6 separate regions of the Mus musculus genome follow, and regions 1, 2, 3, 5 and 6 are each linked to region 4. Evidence: chromatin contacts called from public Hi-C and promoter capture Hi-C data. All regions are on one chromosome and are shown on one strand. Each heading gives the region's core, a stretch centred on a gene start, on an enhancer-like site or on the middle of the called end of the contact. The rest is flanking DNA. Distances are from core to core; before and after follow the strand shown.

The links. Promoter capture Hi-C pulls out the DNA fragments that hold promoters and counts their contacts. Hi-C and Micro-C count contacts between places; a contact is called where the count stands out from the background. Capture Hi-C pulls out chosen DNA fragments and counts their contacts.
Region 1: a Hi-C map of B cells shows a contact between it and region 4, with 9 read pairs. The contact joins the promoter of Ubn2 here to the promoter of Braf in region 4. A contact is called at or near these places in 1 of 39 promoter capture datasets (pre-B cells), 1 of 484 Hi-C or Micro-C datasets (B cells) and 1 of 9 other capture datasets (adipose tissue).
Region 2: a promoter capture Hi-C map of pre-B cells shows a contact between it and region 4, with 4 times the contacts expected there. The contact joins the promoter of Zc3hav1 here to the promoter of Braf in region 4. A contact is called at or near these places in 3 of 39 promoter capture datasets (liver, neutrophils and pre-B cells), 2 of 115 datasets of contacts at active chromatin or transcription factors (microglia and pancreatic cancer cells) and 2 of 9 other capture datasets (adipose tissue and liver).
Region 3: a promoter capture Hi-C map of pre-B cells shows a contact between it and region 4, with 5 times the contacts expected there. The contact joins the promoter of Ttc26 here to the promoter of Braf in region 4.
Region 5: a contact with region 4 is called in a promoter capture Hi-C map of liver, with 2.8 times the contacts expected there. The contact joins the promoter of D630045J12Rik here to the promoter of Braf in region 4. A contact is called at or near these places in 2 of 39 promoter capture datasets (hematopoietic stem and progenitor cells and liver) and 1 of 9 other capture datasets (adipose tissue).
Region 6: a promoter capture Hi-C map of adipose tissue shows a contact between it and region 4, with 4 times the contacts expected there. The contact joins the promoter of Fmc1 here to the promoter of Braf in region 4. A contact is called at or near these places in 2 of 39 promoter capture datasets (neutrophils and pre-B cells), 1 of 484 Hi-C or Micro-C datasets (CD4 T cells) and 2 of 9 other capture datasets (adipose tissue and liver).

Annotation. Positions count from the first base shown.
Region 1 is chr6:38,432,344-38,435,228 of GRCm38.p6, forward strand. It overlaps Ubn2 (ubinuclein 2), which reads left to right and starts at 1,582. Exons shown (of 17, transcript NM_177185.4): 1 at 1,582-2,255. The coding sequence starts at 1,830.
Region 2 is chr6:38,353,110-38,356,024 of GRCm38.p6, forward strand. Zc3hav1 (zinc finger CCCH type, antiviral 1) reads right to left here and starts at 1,494. Exons shown (of 13, transcript NM_001347122.1): 1 at 806-1,494. The coding sequence starts at 1,113.
Region 3 is chr6:38,380,079-38,382,868 of GRCm38.p6, forward strand. Ttc26 (tetratricopeptide repeat domain 26) reads left to right here and starts at 1,446. Exons shown (of 18, transcript NM_153600.2): 1 at 1,446-1,515; 2 at 1,998-2,135. The coding sequence starts at 1,513.
Region 4 is chr6:39,723,988-39,727,127 of GRCm38.p6, forward strand. Braf (Braf transforming gene) reads right to left here and starts at 1,476. Exons shown (of 22, transcript NM_139294.5): 1 at 1,120-1,476. The coding sequence starts at 1,308.
Region 5 is chr6:38,252,552-38,255,762 of GRCm38.p6, forward strand. It overlaps D630045J12Rik (RIKEN cDNA D630045J12 gene), which reads right to left and starts at 1,588. Exons shown (of 20, transcript NM_194061.3): 1 at 1,317-1,588. The coding sequence starts at 1,458.
Region 6 is chr6:38,533,258-38,536,470 of GRCm38.p6, forward strand. Fmc1 (formation of mitochondrial complex V assembly factor 1) reads left to right here and starts at 1,604. Exons shown (of 2, transcript NM_025363.3): 1 at 1,604-1,753. The coding sequence starts at 1,616. n-TRcct1 (a tRNA gene) reads left to right here and starts at 674; the gene lies at 674-746.

The sequences.
Region 1 (2,885 bases), core at 332-2,831, 1.3 Mb before region 4:
ACTTTAATTGCCCATTTTAAGATGGCAGAAACAGAGTCTGTGGGCAGAAAGGTCACTTCAATCCAAAAATAGGAGACCCAAACAGAACCAGGAGCAGTGGAAGGAATGTTGGAGGTAAAATATAGTGTCAAGAAAATATTGCAGCATTGTAAGGAAGAAATTCATCATCTTCCTCTTTTTTTTTTCTTGTTGCTGCTGCCAGTTTTTTTTTTTTTTTTTTTTCCAGACAGGGTCTCACTATGTAGGTCTGGCTGTCTTAGAAGTCACTAAATAGACCAGGCTGGCCTTGAACTCATAGAGATCCGCCTGGCTCCAGAGTGCACCCACTTCCATTAAGAAGTGTTAGCTGGCCGGGCGTGGTGGCGCATGCCTTTAATCCCAGCACTCGGTAGGCAGAGGCCAGCCTGGTCTACAGAGTGAGTTCCAGGACAGCCAGGGCTACACAGAGTAACCCTGTCTCAAAAAACCAAAAAAAAAAAAAAAAAAAAAAAAAAAGAAGTGTTAGCTGACCTGCAGTTGTCTATGTGGACCATGTTGAAATGTAACAGCCTGTATCTTCCTGACACTAAAGGGATACATCTCTACACCTGGCTTAGAGCTAGCACAATCTTTTGGGTTGAACATTCCATCACCATTTGGTACACCTTTGGAAAGGAATAGAAGAGCAAATATTAAAAACGTCTGTGACGACTCTTTGACTCAGCTCTTCAACATCTAATATAGTTGATGCAATTAACAAGCTTGGGTTTCCTTGAGGATGCGGCAAGGGAGTCTTTCAATTCCCTTTCTATTGAATAGATGAAAAGGGCTAGTAATTCTCGTCCGTTAAAATCTGAATTCCAGTTCGTTTCCCACGATGCTCCAACGAAGCCTAAGCAACGCTCCTTCCCACTCAAAGATGAGCCGTGAATTTTCTTCCCCCGGGAGCATGTCCCCTAAAATAACACCAAAGGCTGCCAAGACGTTCAAGTCTTCAAGAACTGTTCCTTTGCCAGTTCAATTTCCCAACTGAGGCGCGTCACTGAACGTCTCACCGCCATGCGCAAAGCGGCTAGGAAGAGGTGTGGGAGGCAGCGGTGTGGGAGGCAGCGTAGCGCTTTCGGGAGGGGTCTGAGGAGAGTTTAGTTTTCGCCTTTCTACCCTGGACACCTCAGGTGACGGGACAACAGACCGGCGGGCCCGGCGCCGGGCCGCGAGCCCCTCACCCCTGCCCTGGGTCCGCCTGGAATCCTCAGCTGACAACCCTGTTCCCCAGCGCCGAGAGCCAGAGGCCAACGTCGGGCGGGACCCGGCGCCATGACTGTGTCGGTCCCAGGCACATCGCGACGCTCACCCTAAGGGATCGGCGAGCGTGCCTCGGTTTCCGGGCGAGAGGAGGAAATCACTCAGGGAACCCCAAACCCCTCCTTTGAAAGCAAAGCAGAGAGCGTCCCCGTTGCCACGGAGACAGGCCTGTCTGTGACGTCACTTCCGCCGAGCTGTCTGGCCTCCAGACTGTTGAGAGGAAAAGGGGAAAACTGAGCAACAGCCACGACTGTGGACGCGAGCGTCTCGAGTGTGCGCATGCGCCCGCTCAGCGGCCTGCTTCTATTTATGTGGGGGATCCAACATGGCGGCTGCGGCGACCCTGGCGATGGCGGTGGAGCCCATCAGAACGTAGTAGCGGGGACGGGGACCCGGTCCGCACTCACGGTGGCGTCCGCGGGGACAGCTGAGGGTGCTGGAGGGAAGAAAAGTGACGGAGAGCAGAAGGAGAGGCGGGCAGGCGCGCCGTGCGGCGTCGAGGCGAGAGCCGGCTCGAGCGAGCGCCGAGGGCCAGAACAGTGGGGATGGCGGAGCCGCGCAGAGTCGCGTTCATTAGCCTGTCACCGGTGAGGCGACGCGAGGCCGACTTCGCGGGCGCCGAGCGCGAGCCCCCCCGACTGGAGCCGCAGCCGTACCGCGAGCCGGCCCGGGCGGAGCCGGCCCCCCGCGCTGACGCGCAGCCCCCGGCGCGCGACAAGCCGCTCCCCCAGCGCGAGGTCAGCCGCGCCGAGCCGCCCATGGCGCTGCAGCGCGAGCCCCCGCGGCCCGAGCCGCCGCCGCCGCCGCTGCCCCTGCAGACTCCCCCTCCGCGGGAGTCGGCTTCCCGGGCGGAGCCGCCGCCGCGACCGCCGAAGGAGACGGTTCGCCTGGAGCTGGTGCTCAAGGACCCCACGGACGAAAGCTGCGTGGAGTTCAGCTACCCGGAGCTGCTGCTGTGCGGAGAACAACGGGTACAGAGGGTCCCTCCCTCCCGGCCGCCCCACAGCCCGGGCGCCTCCGGACCCGCCGCCTGCCCGGGCTGCTCTGCACTTCGCTCGCCCCGGGGGTGGGGTGGCGGGGGCCGGGCAGCTAGACGGGGCGGGAGCTGCGCGGCTCGGCCCTCCTGGGTGGCCGATGCTGCCCCCACCACACCGCGCCGAGCCGGTTTTCCTGTGCACCTTTCGAAACCTCAGCTTTTTCCTCCTTTTCCTTTCTGTTCCCCACACCAAATCCCGAGGCCCTGTGAGCCGTGCGGCTAGCTTCTTGTGGCACTTCCATCTGTCGTTCCGGTAGAAGGGAAGCGAAAAAAAAACCTTGGGGGACACGCCCCCCGGTCTGAAGCGGAGAGATTGTGTGACCCCTTCTCGGCTCATCCTCATCCTTCCTCAACCCAGCTGTACCGTGCGCCAGGGCTGCTGAGATGGGCTCGTGGCCGGGTGGTTTATTTTCCTTGATTGAAGGGGATTTAAGAGAAATTAAACATTTTCAGAAACTAATGATTCCACGTTAGGAATGAAAAAGTGGATTCGTAATGTGGTTGCACTTGTGTTGGTAAATATTGTTAGCTTTGTGTGTGTGTGTGTGTGTGTGTGTGTGTGTTG
Region 2 (2,915 bases), core at 244-2,743, 1.4 Mb before region 4:
AAGAAGAAGAAGAAGAAGAAGAAGAAGAAGAAGAAGAAGAAGACCAAGTAGGACCAGAAGCAGCTGCCTGAGAAGTTAAGCCACATTATTTCATGCAATTTGAGACAGTGGGTCGGTTGCAAGAAGGGGGGGGGGTGTCGTAGTACAGGCCACCACGCATACTAGGAAGAAGGCTGAGAGGCCACTATACCTTTAGTTATCTATCTGGCCAGGTGGAGAGACAAGGAGTGAAGGGTCACAGCGATCCAGGAGTTGGCGCACCCGAGACACAGGAGACTGGGCAGCACCGCTAGGATTCTGGGGCGATCGCAACATTCGAGGTACCAGAGTAGCAAGGAGAAAAAGGTGTGCCTGCAACTTCTACAAACTCTGGTTGGTGCAAACGTACTTTAATTAGGATTCTGGTGGGAGGTGAGAAGGGTAGAGAGGCAGCCTTGTCCGCCTTTCCAATAGCGCTTTGGCTACAGATTTTTCAACCTGGGGGTCTAACTTCACAGGAGTCGAATATGACCATTGGAAAACACAGATACTTGCATTACATTTCATAACAGTAGCAAAATTACAGTTACGGAGTAGTAACGAAAATAATTTTATGGTTGAGGGTCACAAACCTGAGGAACTGTATTAAAGGGTCGCAGCATTAGGAAGGCTGAGAACCACTGGTCTAGAGATTAGGAGGGATAGAGGGAGAAGGGGTTTGCAGCCGAGTGAGCCATATCCACCCGGTTCCCGCCTCCCCTAGGAAGCTGCCCCGCGGCGCCGGACTAGGCAATTAGAGAACCTTCCCCATTCCCGCTGCACTCACCGCTGGGACTGTGCATAGTGGCACCGGCCGAGCAGATTAAGCTTGCAAAGGTGCAGGCTGTCGCAGGGTCTCTGGCAGTACTTGCGACGGCAGACGCGGGCTCGAGTAGTAGCCACCACCGACCGAGTGATCCCGGCCTGGTCTCCAGTCTCCAATAGCACAAAGCGATCGGGCCCTGCTGCCTTCAGCAGCTCGTAGAGTTGCGCTTCGGGGAGGCTGATCTCACCCAGCAGTTCCTCCAGGGTCATGCGGCCCCCGTGAGCGCACAGGATCTTGGTGATGAAACAGAATACCTCGGGATCCGTCATGGCGCGCTATGGCTGCCGCTGCTCCGGCCGCTGCGCGGGACTCGGCTTCACGGAGAATCGAAACTTACGCGCGGTCCCAGGGGCGGACGCGGGCGGTGCCGCTCGCAGAGCAGAGCGGTTTCGCTTTCCAACTCCGGCGGTGGTGTCGCGAGGCCCGACCTCGACGACGAGGTCCTGGGGTCAGATTTAAAGTCAGCCGCGCGGGAGAGCGAATGGGAAGCGAGCGACGTTAGGCGGGCAGGTCCGCCGCGGCGCGGTACCCTCGGTTCCAGGCTAGACGTGAGGTCCCCCGAGCTCGGGACTGCAAGGCTGCTACCAGGAAGAGAGGAAGTAAGGACGTTCGTGAGGCTCGGGTGGAGTTTTGATGAGCCTGAGGAGAGTGACGCATCCTGGGGGGCCCACTAGAGGCGTCCTCAAATCAGCCCCACCCAGCCCCGGAAAGAGCAGACCTGGTGAGCGCTTCCTGTAAGCGGGACTCTCCGCCGAGTGTCGTCAATGCTCGCCACCACCTTAGGACATGGATATTATCCGAACTCCGCACTTGGGGAAATAACTTGAAGGAACAGGTGGAGCTCGGATGACCGAGGTTCTCGAGAGTTTGTTTCCGGGCCTGATTCCGCGGCACCAGATCTAGGATTACGCACTTTCTACCCAGTGCCGAGCCCCTCTTAGAGGGCGGTGATTGTTACTCTCCCTGGTTTCTTACGTAGCCTTCTCCAGAGCTATTTGAAGACCCACTCTTTGATCCTTTCTGGCCTTGCTAACTTAAAATCTCCAATTTTGGTGCCTCAAACCAACTGCTTAGAATGTCTTCAGATTTCCCCCACCCCTCCCCCCTTGGCATGAAGATGATTTTTAAGGTAAACCCTTACCTTACCGTAGAGTTACTGTAGAGACAGAAGGAAATAATAACTAGATTTCCCTTTGAGGAAAGCAAAGGCTGATGAAATTAAAGAGCCATCCGTGTCCCCAGGGAGCTTTCCGGAAGATTCTGCTGCTCCAAACATTAGCATTAAAAAAAAACTCCGATTGTCCTTCCAGACTCCGTAGTGAAACACACTCACCACACACAAACCTTATACGCTCTTCGGCCTCCTCCCCTTGTTAAATTGTGACTTTAAAACTTCTTTTGCACAATTGTGTTTAGTTTGTCTCATCTGTATTCTCAGCTAATTTGCAGGCCAGTAAACACTAGACCCAAATTAGAAAAAGAAAGGGGCTTTCCTTTCAGCACTCAGAAATGAAATGAATGGAGCGCTCACCGATCAGATGGGAACCCTTTCTTTAAAATCTGCAGGCACGGTGCAGGAGAAGTGTGCACTGCGATGCTTTCAAACTTCACAAGAGGGAGGTGCGAGTGACCCCACCCACTCAGACAAACACACGCTAAAATAATATTAAAAGCTTGGCGTGGTGAAGGCATGCCGGTAATATCAGCACTTGTGAGACTGGGGCAAAGGGATTATTGGCCAGGAAGATAATTGAGCAGGTAAAGGCACCAGTTGCTAAAACACAGGACACTAATTTGACCCCCAGAATTTCCCCACATGCTGGGAGAGTTTACTCTAGCAAGTTGCCCTCTGACCTCCACAACACTCTTTCTCTTCCTTCCTCCCTCCCTCCTCCTCCCCCCTCTCTCTCTGATAAATGTAATTTAAAATTTAAAAACAAATTCATAAGAAATAAAGTCTTTCAAATTCTTCAGAAACCCGAATGAGAATCCCTCTGGTGTGGTACGCACAGCCGCTCTCTCTGACTCACTGGAACGGTGGTCTGTAAAGCAGCCAAGCCCGGGCCTCATC
Region 3 (2,790 bases), core at 196-2,695, 1.3 Mb before region 4:
GAGTTCGAGGCCAGCCTGGTCTACAAAGTGAGTTCCAAGATAGCCAGGGCTATACAGAGAAACCCTGTCTCGAAAAACAAAGCAAAAAAAAAAAAATATATATATATATATGTGTGTGTGTGTATGTGTGTATATATATATATGTATGTGTATATATATATGTATATATTGCAACTAAATTAACGCTGCTCTGGAGTAAATACTCCATTCTTGCTTTAATTGTACACACATTTTTATAGTTTCTAATTGTGTATAGGTGTGTTGAAGAACCAGCCTGCTTCCATCCTAGACTTTAAAAGCCCATTTATAGCTGGGTGTGGTGGCACATGCCTTTAACATGAGCACTTGGGAGGCAGAGTCAGGCAGATCTCTGTGGGTTCCAGCCAGCCTGATCTACAAAGAGAGTTCCAGGATAGCCAGAGCTGTTACACAGGGAAATCCTATCTTGAAAAATAAAACAAAAAGCAAAGCAAAGCAAAAACAAAACAAACAGAAGTCACCTTATAGTAAAAACAAACTAGGTTCATTCCTGCTTATGATTAAATTTTTGTTTCTCAGATTGAGCTATGCCTCGCCTATAGCCTTAACTACAAATGGTTCTGTACTGACCGTTCCAAGAATGCCAAATCATGACATTGTTTCTAAAAGTTGTTTAGAACCATCTTGCAACTCTACCTTTGTTTCAAAAGGTTTTATAACTACCTTGTTATGGCTATCTGTTGTTATGCCCACCTTGCAACCATGACTGTTTCAGGAGGTAGTTAGGACTAACTTGTTATTGTTATATTCTGCTCTTATAACACCTCTCCCTCCTATTTTCCCCATTTCACCCCCGCAACCCCCATGATCTATAAAAACCTTGTCTTCCTCACATCCAATGCTGATCTCTCCAAACTGGCCTTAGAGAGAAGCAGTCCGTGTACACGAATAAAAAAGCTTGCTTTAATTAATTTGGTCATGATGATTTGGGGTGGTGGTCTTTCTCCTCCCATCTTTGGGATTAACATTGTCTCGAGGAAATATTTTGGTATCACTTCTGCCTCCAAACTATCCTTTGCTTCAGCAGGTACCAGCAGAAACGAGCAGAAAACAGAGACAATGTACGAGACAAGCGGAGCTGTTGTCGTCCTCACCCCAGGCAAAACGGAAGTGGTCCTTGAAAATTACCTTCCCAAGAAACTTGCTTTTGAAATATACTTCCTAGTTGTAATAGTACTTCTAAATCGCCTTTTCTTAAACTGCTTTCCTAAGTAGAGACACAGCCCCATTTTCATCCTCAGCACAAACAACAAGGATTAACTCCCTTGAGAGAAGCACCTACTCTTCCAGCTGCGGAAACACACGGAACCAAGAAGCTTAGGACATTGGTTTTGGGACGAGCCCTTTCTCAGAAGGACCAGCCTCCCGGCGGCGTTGCCGTGGAAACGGAGCTCGCTGTGTGGATGTGGCAACTCGCCGAAGCACAGCCTTTGCAGACTATCTGCAGCGGGGGCTCACAGGACCGACGCCAAGATGGTTAGTGGCTCTGAATAGTAAGGGTGGGGGATTTTGAATAGGTTTGTACCTGGGTTTAGAGTTCTCAACGCACTGTTGGATAGAATCTAGGTGCGTCTCTAGAGGGCGATCCCTTTATCCCTCCAGTGTTTCCACCGGGAATAGGGAGGGATGCGAAGAAATCTATGTACCTCGATGCTCTCTTCCCTCCTGCTTCTTCATTTCCCGATACTAGACTGTGAACTGGAAAAAAGAATCTTGGAAGACCTAGGTAGTAGAAGCTGCGTGAGTGTTTGTTTGTCTCTTATGGATAAAGTTGTTGGAAGTAGCTATTCGGTTCCCCTTCAGTAGTAGGTAATGGTCCTTTTACTAAAATGCACAATAAAAAAAGAATCTGAATAGACTTCCTAGGGTCTGATGGTAAGGGTAGATCTGACTGAGAGCTGTTACCCTCAGTTTAAAAATGACTTTTGATAGAACAGTCTTTGCTATTTGTTTTACAGATGCTTTCAAGGGCCAAACCCGCTGTGGGCGGGGAGTCACCGCACACTGACAAAAGAAAGAAGAAAGGGAGGAAGATTCCAAAACTAGAGGATCTACTTTCGCAGAGAGATTTCACTGGCGCCATTACCCTATTGGAGGTAATGTCCAAAGAAGGTTTACTTCTCAGTCTGGTGGATGGTGGGTTGAATGCTGGTTACTATGCTATTGGGACGGGTGGGTACATTATGGGTAATCCAAACAAACATAGCCAGATGCATATTCCAGATTCCAAGTTAACTATAAACCTGATGAAATACAAAACATTTTGGACTGGAGAGATGGCTCGACATTTAAAAGTATCGGCTGCTTTTCCAGAGGACCTTAATTCCCAGTACTCACGTGCCTGCTCACAGCCATTAGTAACTAAATGTTAGGAGATTCAAGGCCTTCTGGCTTCCTTCAACAAAACATATGGTATGTAGACATACATGAAGACAAAACACTTGTACACATAAAATTATTAATTTTTAGTTCCACAAATGGTGAATACAGTATTACATTTAACAGTGTCAATTCACACATTATTTACCATAAATCCTGAGTGATTTGTAACTTCTTCCTATTTACATTTTGGTTAAAAAAAATAAGTGATTTTTACTATTTACAATTTAAAACTATTGTAAACCCATAAAACATTTCAACTCTGTATGTCAGGGTCATTTTTTTAAACCAATGCTAGGTGCAAATCTCACTTTTTTAAAGATTTATTTATTTATTTATTTATTTAATGAAAGTACACTGTAGCTGTCTTCA
Region 4 (3,140 bases), core at 226-2,725:
CTGGTAAACACGAAAGATGGGACGAAAATGGGAGCGAGCCAGATCACTTAAACCCACTAAAAACAAGCTAGCACGCAAGCAAGCAAGCAAACAAACAAACAAACAAACAAACCCACGAAGGATATCAACTGAGGTGTGTATGTGCACTGAAAGACTAACCCAAACTGCCAGCAGTGCAAGGGAGCAAAGGGCCAAGTGAAACCTGATGGAATCTTGACAGCTTTGGGGTTCAGGGAGTGAATAGCTTGCAAAGTGTCCAAAAGGATTTGTGAAGATAACAACGGATTACAAGGTGACGGTGCAGTGGAATGAAGTAGAGGCACTCAAGGGGACTAGGGCAAGAGAAGAGCAAAAATGCTCTTCCGTGGAAACTAAGGTTAGAAGCAAGTAGGTACAGTTGAGAAATGAGCGGGGTGGTGGATGAGGATAGAGGTTTACGGGTCAGCAAGGGAGCACTGACAAACAGTATTATTCGGGGATCAGAGACCAGGATGGGAAAAGCTTCGGAACAGTAAAATTTGGGGCTGAAAAAGTAAAGACTACACCAAAAAAAAAAATCATCCCCTGGGCAAAAACCGGTCAAAAGAAAAATCCCCCAAACAAGTAGCAAAGTGGGAAGGGGACAAGGGCCTGCAAAGGGAAGATAGTGAGGAGAGTGGAAAGATGCGCTCCGTCATCCCCAGGATCAGGGAGTAATCGCACACGGCGGTTCCTAGGGCTAGGGGACCAAGGGGTACTGCCCTGGCCACTAAGCTCCATCCTCGACGCCGTCCCTGCCGGCTAGCAAAAAGGAAAACATCTCAGGGATGCAGGGCTGGAAGCCTCAGCCAGGCGTGACCTTCTCCAACCCAGAGTTTCGCCCCCTCTGAAAAGGCTCCAGCTCTGCCCCCACTGCCCCAATCCCATCTGGGTGGGGGCCGGGGAACCCCCCTGGGCCATCGTGTGTGTTTACGTAGCGAGGAGCTACAAGACAGAGGGGGACACTCGGCCGATAACCACCTCCCCGCCGGCTACCAAGCACTGCCGGGGCTCCTTCTGCTGCCTCGGTCCCTCGCATAAACACTGGCCCGCCGAGCCCCTGACGCGCGAGCACTGGGGGGGGATGGCGCCGCCACTCACCTCTTCAGGAATGGCCGGGTCCGCAGCCGAAGAGGCCGCGGCGCCAGCGCCGGCCTCCGGCTCCATGTCGCCATTGAACAGAGCCTGGCCCTGCTCGGCGCCGCCGCCGCCGTCGCCACCGCCACCGCCGCCGCCACCGCCGCCGCCGCCACCGCTGCTGCTGCCACCGCCGCCACTCAGCGCCGCCATCTTCGAAGCGCGAGCCGGGCCGAGCGGCCGCCGCGGGGCGGGGAGGGGGAAGGGAGGCGCAGGGCGGGCGGAGGCGGGCGCGGAGGCGCGGGGGGCGTGGGCGGAGCGGCCGGGGCGGAGGCCACCTCTGGAACCCGCCGGCGGCCCCGGCGCAGCCGAGCCTGAGGGGATTTGGGGGGGGGAGGGGGCGGAGACGACGAGGAGTCGCCGCGGCAACGGCGTCACCCGCATGTCACGGTCGTGACGTCACCTGGGTGCGTGACGTCATCCGAGGAGCACCCTCGCGCCGCTGTCGCCAGGGGAGTGTTCCTTCTCCTCCAACCACCCTCGCGCTCACACGTTTCTACCCGCACAGTTTCCATGGCTCCGGCTTCCTATTTTTTCTCAGCCTGTTCTGTCATGTGGGATTTACTAGAAGAGCAGGGGGTGGTGTTTTAAAGAAGTTAAAATCCTAGAGGGAAGAAGGCCGGAAAGTCTGTAGTACTTATTACTGCCGTTACAAAGAAGCTCTGGGTGTCATAAAAATAAGACCTTAAACGCCAAGGTTGAAACATCAGCCAAGCCAAATTTCATAGAACTGTCTTGGAGCAGCTAAATTCTCAGTATGGTGTTTGTATCCTGTCCCTAAAGGACTTGATCTGTTGAAGTATAAATGAAAATCTAAAGCTGGTCTTCAGGGTATTTATTGCCTAGTTTCAGTCATTTACTATCAATTGGCTCCTTCCATGCACTAGGACCTGAGGAGAACACATGACCATTTTAGACATCTTATGCATCATAGCTAATTTTTATTCCAAAGAAAATAATTTAAAATATTTTGTAGATCCTGACTGATCCAAGGCATTCTCTTCAAACTGTATATGAAAAAAAGAATTGGGAGAAGAGAATTAAATCATCTCAGAGAAGCCCAAGTTGCAGAAATTAAACCCAATTTCTTTATGTAAATTACATGGTTAAAGTACGTTTAACCAAAGAAGGAAATAATGGAGAGAGGAAGTGTGTTAAGAAAAAGAGAAAACAGGAGTGAAAAACAGAAGCTACCAACACTATTCAGGAATTTCCAGTTTAACTCTTGAGTTGAGTTGTCTGTGTGTCTGTGTGTGCACTTCTATTAATGGAAAGGGGGATGGTCGCCACCAACCTCTTTATTGCATTTAGGATGAGTTGAAAGGTAGAAAGCTTCTGACAATAGGATGTCTGCCTATTTGGTCTGATCAGCACAGGCCCGGCAACTGATGCTTTGCTTCAAGGTAAGCAGTGCACGTGTGGCTGCTTGGTGAATCAAAGCATTACGTTCTTGTGTATTGAAAAAAAATGCCACCAATCAAATAGCTATTCTGTGTTTGCCAATGACATTGTACATTCTCTTCCAAGCAGGGACATTCCCCTGAGAGCTACATTTAAGTCAGAAGATGATCTGACAGATTCGAGTGAAGGAGATGATCACAGATAGAGACTATATTATCAAGCTATGCTAGTTTAAGGCAGTTTTTAAAAACCATAAATACATAATGTCTAAGCATACTAAAATAGGGCCAACAACCAGGCAAGGGACACTTCCTCCTTGATTTTGTCTGAAACACAACTGTTGGGGTTTTGGGGTATTGTTGTTGTTTGTTGTTGTTGTTTAGTCCCTAACTGTCCAGGTTTACTTTAGGAAATTATTCCCTAAGAATGTATCATTATAACATTTTTTTTTACAACATTAAAATTTCTAAGACATTTCTCTTTTGTTTTGTTTGAGACAGGGTTTCTCTGTGTAACAGCGCTTGGCTGTCCTGGAACTTGATTCCCAGAGATCTGACTACCTCTGCTTCCTGAGTGCTGGGATC
Region 5 (3,211 bases), core at 338-2,837, 1.5 Mb before region 4:
CTCTGGAGGCTTCGGCTGTGACCCCGGCCTGTGGGTCACGGAAAGAAAAAGGGGAATGGAGAGCTATAGCAATTCCTCTCATCATCCAGGCGGTGACCTTGAGCAAGATGCTTCTGCCTCGATTTCCTCCTGATCGAGTGAATGGGTCCCAACCTGTGCTCCCTTAAGTCCGTTCCTCGCTTGTATTCCACCATCCCCTTTGTGGCACTAGTTATAATGCCCACAGTCGGGCCTAAGGGACACCTTCAAATGCGTTCTACTTCCTTCAAACCACTTGGCAGTCCTCTGGCCCTGCTCCCACAAGCAGGCAGGGTTCTGGGCTGCTTTCATGGCTTTTCTGTCTCTCCTGAGCAGTGAGAAGAAGCTCTCCACCTAAACTGCTCCTTTCTCCTTTCCTTTCCTACCCACAAAGCAACCAAGCACGTGTGGGCTGGGGCAATCACAGGATGCACTGTGTCACCTCAGAGATGGTCTCCAGTCCAGTGCAGTGCGTGCTCAGGATGGATAAATAAACATTTCGGGGAAGCAACATGAATTAAACCATTTCCTCAACAAACAAAACCCACCCACACGCCTCATAAATCATGTCTCTTAATCCCATGCTGATGAACAGTCACTAAATTGCATCTATTATAAAAACCAACCATGACTCCTTTCATGCCCTGACACTTCAGACTCAAAATATTTTCACACTCCATTGTAATGCCTTTGTGGAGGTAATACCAATAGCTAGTTCCCTGGAAAGATCCATGGCCAGGGCGCTTTCCAAGAGATTTTTTTCTTTGAATGTTCTTTGTGTCCTGGCGCACTGGGGGACACAGCCAGCTTGCTTGCATCTGGGGTAACACTGGGTGTTCACGGCAATGCACAACTGCTCTTCTGCACACACCAGATGCATCCCTTTGCCCCAACAATAAAAGTATCCCAAAACATTCGCTACGCCACATTCACACAACCGTGCACAAACACAATTCCAGTGCCTGCATTTTGCAAAGGGGAAAAAGAAAATAGGCATCTTCGGAGCAGAAACCACCAAACCCGCCTCGGGCAACATGGTTCACGGAAGACTAGGTTGCAGACCTTTTAGCAAGACCGGTCAGAAACCGCTCGCTCTTTTTTCCTTTGGATTTATTCCTCTCCTCCATGCCTTTATTTGCAGGGCCCAGGAAGAATAGGAAAGCATCTCCAGCAAGGAGGGCGAGGGAGCGGTGAAGAATAAAAGAGGATGGGCGGGTGGGGAAGCCAGGGGGTGACGAGCGCGGCAGAGAAGGCGGCCAGGGTGGCGGCCGCGTCCCGGGGGGCTCCGCGAGGCTTACCTGGGGCGCACGAGGCCGGCCCGGCGAGCAGCAGCAGCCAGAGGCCGGGGAGCAGCAGCCCCGGGCGGCGGTGGCGGGAGGAAGGCCCGCGGCCGCACCGCTCCGGCACCAGTGCAACCCTGGCGCGGGGCTCCCGCTCCATGGCCACGCGTCGGCTCCCCGACACCCCGGCCTCCGGGCGTGGGCGCGCTCAGGCCCGGGACGCCGGCGTCCGCTGCGGCGGAGACTGGGCGCCTAGCACCGGCGCGCAGCGAGGCCGGCGAGGCGGGGGCGGGCCGGGCCGGATCCGCGGACTGGGGCCGCTGCACGCCGGCCGCGCCGCTCCGCCCCCTCCCGAGCCTCGCAGCCGCTGCCGGGCAACGCACGGCCCCGCGCGGGGAGGCGAGCACCACCTCCCGGCCGGCCCGGCGCCTGCCTGCGGGCGGCCCGGCGGAGGGCGAGGCGGGACCCGGTCCCCGCCCTCCCACAGGACCCGCCTCTCAGGAGGGCGCCCGGGACGGCGCCGCCCCGCACCCGCACCCCCGGGGCCCTAGAGGAACGGTCGCAAACCGGGTGATTCCGGAGCACGCTCCTCCCGAGCCGCCCACGCGGGGCGGGCAGCAGGTGTGTGTGCGGGGCGGCCGTGGTCCCTGGCAGACCCCGGGCTGCTGAGCGGACAAAGCCGAGAGAAGTCGGCTCTCTTTCCCAGAGCCCGCGCGCTGGAAAAGAATGGGGAGGAGGCACACAGGGCTCAGCCCATCCTTTGCCTTTCCAGAGCTGTGCCACCTTGTTGGCAAAGGTGGGCCTTTGGTAAGACCTAGGCCTACTGCCCTGAGCTTAGTGAGTCTTCAGAAAGGGGCTACTGAAGCTGAATCAAAGTGGACAGACACAAACACACAGATCCAGGCCTTATTTTTTAAAAAAGAAAGTAGCACCAATATATGATGAAAAAGACCTTGTTGGGGGTTAGTTTCCTGGGGAAATGGGGGTGTGGATGGGAGTTAGCATGTGTCTCTGTGCTAAGAGCCAAGTGCATTAACTCTGAAGGCCGAATAAGGTTGGAAGGTCCTAGAACACACTACAATTTTGGACAGTTGTATTTCAGAGGTTGCACCAGCCGTGGTCTGCAAGCCGTGCATAAGAGAAGTATCTTGTTGAGTGAGAAACTATGACAGACAGTGGGAAATGTCAGCCATCCAGACTGGCCAAGGATCAAGGTTGCTCTTCAGTGAGGTAGGCAAAAGACCCAGAAAGATGCTACCCAGTTTTGCTGGGCAAACTCATCTATCTAGGCAAAGAATCAGAAGTTCCTGTTCTGAAAAAAAAAAAAAAATAGGCACCTGTTAAATTTCAGGGAAGATGAGAATCTAGGTTATAAGCTTTTGTTGATGACCCTAATTTTTGCGTTCCATTGTGTCACTTGTCATAAGCAACCCCCATACATTGCTCTCCTGCTCCCCCAGACATATACATTCTTGGAGTTGTCTCCAGCATACCCAAGTAGAGAGTTTGCTTGTCTGAGCATGTTTGCACCCTGACCACAATAGCCCTAGGTATGGCTCCCCTCTCCTCGCTTTTCTCTGAATTACTCACCTGGCCACGGGGCACAGCCTGGAGCAGCTCTTGACATTTAGTCCTATTGTGTTGTTATTTTTTATGAACTTGTTAGTCCACACATACACACACACTAAGTTAAAATGACGTTCTAACATGTTATCGCCCCACACAGGATCCCCCACGGCTCCAGGAAGATTTCATTATATATTTATTGATGGGAATCTATGTGTCCTTTACAATTGGCCTCAGCCTCCAGGAAGTTCCCAACTGCACTAGACAGTGGGAGGAAGAAATCTCCCACACCATTCTGAGTCAACTCAGACACTGCTAGAAATTAACAAAAATGCAACCTTGGGCTA
Region 6 (3,213 bases), core at 354-2,853, 1.2 Mb before region 4:
CTACACGGAGAAACCCGGTCTCACTCCTCACCCCCTCCTCCCAAAGTGGTTTTGTCTACGGTATACAATTAGGAACAAACCTAAATTCTAATTATCCCTAATTTCTACTATAGTAGGCACTAATTTCGCACCGTCTTATACTTATAGCCCACTTGAAAATTCGAAAACTGAACCCCATTCTAATACATCCTTGGCTGCGGAAATGGCCTCAGCGCTGTAACCGGAAACAGAAACTGACCACTACCTAAACGCCACCTAACGACCAGCTAAGAGCGAAGACAAACCCTGAAAGTAGCCCAATCGGAAGGGGCTTGGCTTTTCCTGTTACAATCTGACAAAGAATAGGACCAGAGGGAGGCTCGAGGAACTGGTTTCCGCAGCCCGTTTGGCTCTGACGTCTCCCGGGCCCACTTTTGCGCAGGCGCAGAGCTACTACGCACAGAAACACGAACACGTAAGCAAAAGCGGGAGCCCGTTCGGCTTCGTGGCATCCACTGTTTGCAGGGTGAAGCGGTTGACTCTTGGCATCTAAACTACATTTCCCAGCAGGCATCCGTTTCACACTGAGGCTGAGTTTGGTTCTCTGTGATAGGGTAAAAACAATAAATTTAAGTGATGACGTACGAAACAGGAAATAACTTGATTATGGTGTTTGAGGACATCAGTAGAAGAAGCCCCAGTGGCCTAATGGATAAGGCATTGGCCTCCTAAGCCAGGGATTGTGGGTTCGAGTCCCATCTGGGGTGGTTCGTTTTTTTTTTTTATCTATTTTAACATCATCTAATTAGATGATTATTGCGAGTCAAACTTACTGTTTATTTTATGTATTTAGAGACAAGGTCTCTCTACCTAGTTCTGGCTGGGTTAGAACAAACTGCAGACCATAATGGTCTATGAGCTGTGAGATCCGCCTGCTTCTGCAGGCAGTGAAGGCGTGTGCCACAACGCCCGGCCATCTTGTTTTAAAACTAGAGAACTGCGGGGAAAAACAATCAAACAAAAAAAACAAAACGAAAAAAAAAAAAGCCAGGCGTGATGGCGCACGCCTTTAATCCCAGCACTCGGGAGGCAGAGGCAGGCGGATTTCGAGGCCAGCCTGGTCTACAGAGTGAGTTCCAGGACAGCCAGGGCTATACCGAGAATCCATGTCTCGAAAAACAACAATAAACAAACAGAAAAACAAAACAAAACTAGAGAACTGGATGTGAGGCTTTACTAGTAAAGGGGCTGCAGTTTGCCATACCAGGGTATGAGTTCATTTTCTTCTCCTAGGCTGCGGGGACCATAAAGTTGGAGGTCGGTACGTTTAATTTTGACATCCCTGGTAGAAACAGTAAGATCTTTTTGGCGTGACCTATGTCCAGACATCCACATACTCTCCTGCCAGACACCTTTCCTCAGAGACTCGGCGGCCATCAGCTTACGGCAGTCCAAAGGGACGCAGTCAGAAGGGCCGAGAGGATTCGGCACCTTCCCTTGCTCTCCTGGTCCCCTGAGGTGCCTGTCACTCGCGTTTCCCTCCAAGGGTGGTCGGTAGAGGGCGCTGTGGGGCGGAGTGGGCGGGGGAACACCTCGCCCGAGGCAGTGAGGGACCAGGCTCTCCAAGGACAGAAAAATGGCGGCCCTGGGGTCCCCGGCGCGCACTCTGCGGGGCCTTCTGAGGGAGCTGCGCTACCTGAACGCGGCCACCGGGCGGCCATATCGCGACACAGCGGCCTACCGGTACCTCGTTAAGGCTTTCCGAGCACATCGGGTACGGCATCCGCGGCTGGGTGGGCTCCAGGTCGCGGGAGGGCGGATGAGGGGGCGGTCTGCGCAGGTGATAGAGGGTCTCAGGACAAACGTGTCTGAGTCACCCTGTCCTCCACCTGCGGGTCTCACCACAGACTCCAGCCCTTCGGCTAACCTGCGGTCTGAAATCCCCTACTGGCCCAGAAGCCGCGTGGGGCGCACCTTCCTAGGGACTTCGTATCTGCCACCCACCGGGGTGGAGCTGTCTCTGACGATTTCATTGGTTTGTCTGGTGCATGGGGTGTGGAATGGAGTAAGGAGCGGGCGTTGTGTGAAGTGGGTCCTAGGGGTCGTAAGACTTAAAGGCGTAAGGGTACAAGCATCCCCTCTCCTCATCCTTTCTACATTAAAGTTTTAATAGGAAGCAGTGTTTTTGTGATTTGACGGGTGTGTGTGTGTGTGTGTGTGTAGGTGTGTGTGCGCGCGCCTGCTCGCGCGCGTGCTTTTGCTTGCTTGCGTGTTGGTGGGGAATGAAGATACAGAATTTCAGCATTACTCTGGCTGACCTGGAATTTGCTGTTTAGACCAGATTGACCTTGAACTCACATCTGATTGCCCTTTTCTCCTGAGTGTGGGGATTAAAGGCATGGGCCAGGCAAATGCAATTTTTAAGGCAATTTAGTGGGGAATATTCAAGAGTTGAAGAGTGGTACTGTTTTATTTAGTACTAGCCTTTCACCACTGAGGAAAGCAATATCTTATATTCTATGGAGATGTCACATCTTTAGCCTTCTGCATGACAGGATACATGACATGTTTTACTGGTGTAACAAACATAAACATACAGAATGCTATCCTTGGGAAGTGCCATTGTGAAATCCACAGTTCATATTCCTCTTAGAAAGGAATGGAAGATGGTTAATTTTCCAAATGTGGTAATGCTCAATTCTCTGCCTTTTGGACAAGATCAAATACAAACACTAAGGCTCGGGGACAGTCACCTGCCCAGTTCTGCTTGATCAAGCATGGCTACAATTTAGGGGAATGGAAACTTAAGTTCTTGAGCAATTATCTTAACTACAGAATTTGAGCATTGCAAAACTTTAGAACTAAAATTCACTTATCTTTTAAAAAGTTATGTTAGGTACTGTGTATTAAGAACTAGGGCCAAATATCAAGAATAAGATGTGGCAGGTGTTGGTGGAACATGTCCTTTAATCCTAACAATTGGGAGGCAGAGGCAGGTGGATTTCTGAGTTTGAGGCCAGTCTGGTCTACATAGGGAGTTCCAGGACAGTCAAGACTATATAGAGTATCCTTGACTCTGAGAAAAAACAAACAAACAAAAAACAAACCCAAAAGATATACATGTAAGAAGCTACAGTCTCCCTGAAGAGCCATAAAATAAGATCATGTTTAGCATAAATAAGTGCTAAGGGTATAGATAACCAGGGGACAGTGGTATGAAGAAGAGGTGCTTCA